Regions from separate parts of the Mus musculus genome. Here region 1 is linked to region 2. The links are chromatin contacts, called in public HiChIP or PLAC-seq maps. All regions are on one chromosome and are shown on one strand. Each heading gives the region's core, a stretch centred on a gene start, on an enhancer-like site or on the middle of the called end of the contact. The rest is flanking DNA. Distances are from core to core; before and after follow the strand shown.

What was found. HiChIP or PLAC-seq counts read pairs in DNA pulled down with a chosen protein or histone mark.
Region 1: an H3K27ac HiChIP or PLAC-seq map of embryonic fibroblasts shows a contact between it and region 2, with 12 read pairs. The contact joins the enhancer-like site here to the promoter of 4930590A17Rik in region 2. A contact is called at or near these places in 6 of 484 Hi-C or Micro-C datasets (3T3-L1-derived adipocytes, adipose-derived mesenchymal stem cells, embryonic fibroblasts and 2 more), 1 of 115 datasets of contacts at active chromatin or transcription factors (embryonic fibroblasts) and 2 of 9 other capture datasets (adipose tissue and pancreatic islet).

What each region holds. Positions count from the first base shown.
Region 1 is chr16:88,041,339-88,044,038 of GRCm38.p6, forward strand. All of the region lies in intron 3 of Grik1 (glutamate receptor, ionotropic, kainate 1), which reads right to left. Among named protein-coding and RNA genes, the nearest start is that of Gm33207, 33 kb to the left of the region's middle. Within about 2 kb of position 1,258, at least 13 of the 459 cell types and tissues checked have an H3K27ac peak or open chromatin away from gene starts, as enhancers often do. A contact at or near this core is called in adipose-derived mesenchymal stem cells and embryonic fibroblasts, where this site is marked.
Region 2 is chr16:87,907,953-87,910,652 of GRCm38.p6, forward strand. It overlaps 4930590A17Rik (RIKEN cDNA 4930590A17 gene), which reads left to right and starts at 1,319. Exons shown (of 6, transcript NR_155304.1): 1 at 1,319-1,409. All of the region lies in intron 15 of Grik1 (glutamate receptor, ionotropic, kainate 1), which reads right to left.

The DNA of each region.
Region 1 (2,700 bases), core at 8-2,507, 130 kb after region 2:
CGCCAGAGTGATTTAACATACCCTTGCCATAAGATGTTAAGACTGTGTGTGATAAAATTACCGGTGACGATTGCAGGCTGCTGGGCATCTCGTGTGGATGTGATGGATACAGAAGATAATGAAACCATAACCTAACAAACCAAGGAATAAACAGCAACAAAAGACCTCTCAGGAGCCCTGTGCCATGAGTCCAGGGCTGGGTTGACTGTCAGTGCCTTACTGCCTTAAGGACTCAGTGCTTTGCATTCACAGTGGCATACAAAATCCAGGTTGCTTTCCTTAAATCCAGACCCTGCTAGTCACAACTCTGCTTGCTGTCTCTATGGGCCTAAAATTCAGATTTAGCACATCCATGCCCAAGGACTTGATATCTGTGATGCTTAGTTTCTGATGTCGACATGCCACAACCTAAAGCCACCTGAAGAGAGAATCTCAGTTGAGGAATCATGTAGAAGAGGATGACCCATGGCATGTCTTTGGGGGATTGTTTTGATGATTAGTGGAGATGGGAAGACCCAGCCTGAGTATGGAAATGTCAATCCATGGGCTGGGTTCTGAATTACATGAGTGAAGGATGCAGACAACTTACATTCATTCATCTCTCTCTGTGTCTCTGTGTCTGTGTATGTCTCTCTCTCTGTCTCTCTCTGTGTCTCTCTCTGTCTCTCTGTCTCTGTCTCTGTCTCTGTCTCTGTCTCTGTCTCTCTCTCTCTCTATCTCTCTCTCTCTCTTTGTCTTTCTTTCTCTGTCTCTCTCTCTCTCTGACTTCCTGCCTTGGCCCCCTAGCAATAATGAATTGTTAGAGACTGTAATCTGGAACTGTAAGCTAAACAAATCTTTTTCCTTTTCCTTCACTAAGTTTCCTTCAGGAAATTTAGCCACAGCATCAGACAGGAAAGTAGGACATTATCTATTTGTCTTCCTACATGTTAGCAGCACTCAACCCTTTACAACTCAGATGGTGGCAACTCTGTCCTTTGGCTCCTGTCAAAGCTGAAGAGACTAACTTTTACTCCCCTCCCCATCTCCCGACCTCCACTATCTCAAGATATTATTATCATTCTAGATTTTTTTTTTCAAACCCACAGGTATGAGAAGTCATAGCATGCCTTGCCTTTACGATAGCATTAATAGTTCCTAAGACAGATCATAGATTTCCTGCCTTAAAATTTTAAAAATAAGCTTACCATATGGCATTTGTCTCATGTCAAAGGAATGCAGTATGTTTTCCTTGACATATGACTCGACTGAAATGCCAGCCAAACTTTGTTACTTTAGGAGAGCTATGGGAGTTCACTCAGTTCCTGTTGCGTTAGTCCACTGAGGCAAACGTCTGCAACCTGAGATTCTCAGAGTTTTATACTTCAAAGTCAGTGTCATGCTGGCACGAAAATACTGATGCGCACATAAGACAGCTTTTAAAAGCTGTCAAAGCAGGGGGGAATGACAAGTTGGGGTTACCCATGATGGATGCTGCTTACACAGCTTTCTCAAAGACTTCTCACTCTTTGATCCATCATTCAAGCACACCCCACACTACAGTGTAAATGGGAGCAAGAGAAGTGGCATACAGGAGAGACATGCAAATGGGAACCACACTCAGACATTCAGAGTGTTAGGCCTGTTCAGCCTCTGACCTGCTCCCGGTGCTTGGCTCTCTCTTACCCCAATGCTAGCACCTCCATTTCCTGGCTTGATTTCTGTCGGAACAATGTGGCTCCTACAGTTGTCATGACCACTGTCACCTACATAGAGTGCTTTAGCAATACAACAACCTCCATTAATATATTGTTGATTTGATCCTCTTCAATACCTTCTCCAATGACTTTCCATTTCACACAGAGCACTAATTCTCCCAGGGGTCTCTAGTACCCCAGCATGGGCTTCATCAGTTTCTCTTCCTTGCCTTGTCTACCACCAATCTTCTCTAACTCAGTTCCAATTACATTTACTTCTTCCTGAGCTCTATAATGCATAAGACATGCTTTCTCCAACACTAGCAGCTAGCTTAGCTGGAGCCCTCTGGTACTATATAACTCACCTCCTCACCAGTCTCAACATTTTGCTCAAAGCTCACTATTGCAAGGTGATGTGACATGGTTCCAAACACTGGAAATTTCACTCCAGCTTCCCTACTCTGCTGCTCTTTTTCTCTTCCACATAGTTTATCATGTGTGAAACAAAAACCATATCACTTTGTTGAGGGTGAATGATAGGCTGTTCTTTAGGTTACCATAGAAAATAAACATGCGAAGTCAGTGTTTTCTATTTTATTTTGGGCCACGAGTGAATGACAAGTGCCTGGGACAATCTACAAAACACAGTAAATACTCAGTGTATATCCAGACAGAATGGAACAACACAATTAAATATTAAAAAAAAACTGTTCTCATCAGATGGAATCAAGAGGGTACGGTGCAGTATGATTTTGAGTCCTGCAGGAAGTAGTCTACTTACCCCTGGAAACTAAATCTTGTCTTATACAGGGCAGTGAGGAGTCCATGACAAGAACTCTACTGTCTGTGGCCAAGAGAGAAGGTTTTAAAACAGTAAGAAATGCTCTTCCAGTCCTATTGGCTGGTCAGAAACCCAGAAACCAGAGCTGTTCCCCTTAATTCTTCATAAGTGTTTAGCCAAGCTTCATTGCATGGCCCTGCTCTGGAGATATGTAGATCCCAATGGTGGCCTCCTTTCTCCAAA
Region 2 (2,700 bases), core at 69-2,568:
AGAACCTTCTTGCCCATATCGCCAGTTTCTGTGGAAGGAATTTTGAAAGCCGAAACGATTTTAATTCCTGCGCATCTGGACATAACAATCCACAGAGGGGTGAAGCTTAGTGAGGTAGTTCCTACAGGTGAGCTACAATGTCAGCAGGAAGCAGGGGCCCTTTACTCTCTGCGAGAGATTAATTTATGGTGCCTTTTGCAGCAACTAGGTGTACAGAAAGCAGTACAGGAAAATTGTTTTCTTTCCCTTTGCTTCTCCGTGTTCAGGCTTCCTAGCAAACAGACCTTGTAGTATAAACACCACATGCTTGTACATTAATTGGAATTCACTGTAGTATTGCATTATGACTCATAAACAATATAACATAATGCTTGTCAAATACAGTGAGGATTTTTGAGAATGATTTTTTGAATAAGTTTATAATCATAGGAGTCCAGCCAATTTTCATATTGTTTATGTAGTTTTACTGAAAAAAAAAATGTTAAAATTCAATTTGTAATTTTAGTCTAAAACAGCAAAGTACAATATGAAGCTTTATTATTTTTCTTCTTTGAATTAGGTGACTGACAGACTTATGAAGAAACAAATTAATATAATGTTATTATTATTGATGCCTTCGTCCAATCTTTTAATGCCATTCTGCCTCTCTGCTTGACTTTAAGTAGTAATTTAAAAATATAACTCACAGCCTGCTACTGTTGTAAATGGAAATGCTTTGAAAGGTTAAGAAAGAACTGTCTTGCCCATATCGCCAGTTTCTATGGAAGGAATTTTGAAAGCCGAAAAATTGTGTTATAAAAATTGATGCTTACCATCTAACTTAACAAAACTGCTATGTTCAAGGGAGGATTTTTATTTATTTATTTATAAGAGCCCATGTTTGCCAAGTGCTTTAAAGTAAAGCAGCTGTACTCAGGATTATTGTGAAATAAATTTATGTTAAAAAAAAAAAACTATCAAACAATCCTTAGCATTCAAGAGAGTTCAAGACTCATGTGTATGTCCTGATTTTGGAGAAAATTAATACATTCAAGTTAACTTTAATGGAAACCAATGCAGAGAGTGAATTTTAAATATTCATTTTCAGGCTTGGTGAAACCTGCCAATTCCTGGCTGTGCCCACCAAGTGAACACACGAGTGTGAGTGTACGAGCTGCAGATCCCTCCTCCAGATGACTGTGATTTACACTAAATTCTCTGAACCAATGGTGCAAATATCGTTTGATGGCTTTTGTTCTAGATTTCACTTGAAACGAAATGGACCCGGTAGAGGTCAATGTGGTCTCAGCAGTTATTGCCATGGCAACAAGAACTGGTTGTTAGAAGGTTGGACAAAAGAAGAGGAGAAGTAGAAAAAAAAATCAACAAAGGCCCAAGTCAGCAACAACCTACTTACTTGATCATTCTGAGTAAGGATGGATCTATGTTTTACCAATAAATGTTGAGATTATCAATATCATGAAGTTTCTGTCTTAAAGATACACAATTTTTCTTGGATTCTCCACATAAATGGTCCATTATATATCAAATGCCAAATATGCCTGTGTATGTATGTATGTATGTATGTATGATCTGTCACTTAGAATTAGTAGCTCCATTTTTGGTTTGAGTCAATTCATACAAAGCAATGATTAATCGGGATCCAACTTCTTATTTAAACTACTGATTAGATAATTGAGTCATAACTTTACTTGACTACGAGAAACAACTGAATGTCTCAAATGATTGCAGTTGCCTTGCCCTAACCTCGCACTAGAGTTTACTGTCTGGAGAGACTGCTCAAAGCTACTCCTATAAATCCTCATATCTTCCTCATGCAGGCCCTTCCCTTGAGTGTAGTGACTTGGCTGTTCATTTTAAACACGTGCTCGGGGAAAATTGGACAGTGTTTGATTATTTATATTCTTAATCCCATTTTCTTTAAGATGCTGATCATTTTCTGACTGCTTATGTGACCAGAGAGAAATATTTAATTATTCTATAGGATGCCATATTTAATATAAAGACTAAAGTAGTTTTATGTTCTATGCCATGATGTGATTTCAGTGTTCTCATGATAGATTTAGAGAGTGTCATATGGGGACAGAGGTCTTGCCAGTTGCTTCATAGAAAAGACACTATGACCTAAGGGCATGAGAGATACTGAATAGGTTGAAATTTTTTCATCCATGATACCATATTGAATATACTAAACTACCACATGGTGAGGGAATGTTGAGTTTGGTTCCCTCTGTGTTATTTATCCATGAAAACCTCATTAAGTGCTTGCCAGTGGCACCTATTTTGATAAATAGTTCTTCAAAGCAACCTTGTGCTCTTAGGTAACCTTCTAGTGTTAGATGTTTGAAAACGGAAGCTGGAAAATATTTAGCCACTGAAACACAGCGATTCCACACAATGAAGTCACATGTGGCTGTGCTTGAAGCAGAGTTTGGACAACTTATAAAATTCTCTATTAACTGTATTTCCATGACTCAAGGTTCTGGACTCCAATATCCATTACTTCTGATAGTAAAGCTGAATTAAAATCACACAAAGGATCAAATGTGATGTGTGTATAAACATTTCGAAAGCTATAAAGTACTAAGTAAATGTCAGAATTAGAGAGCATACAGTCTAAAACAAACCCAAAATGTCATTTATTTATTTATCTAAAATTTTTTTTGAGACAAGTGTCCTGTGACCCAGGCTTCCCTTAAA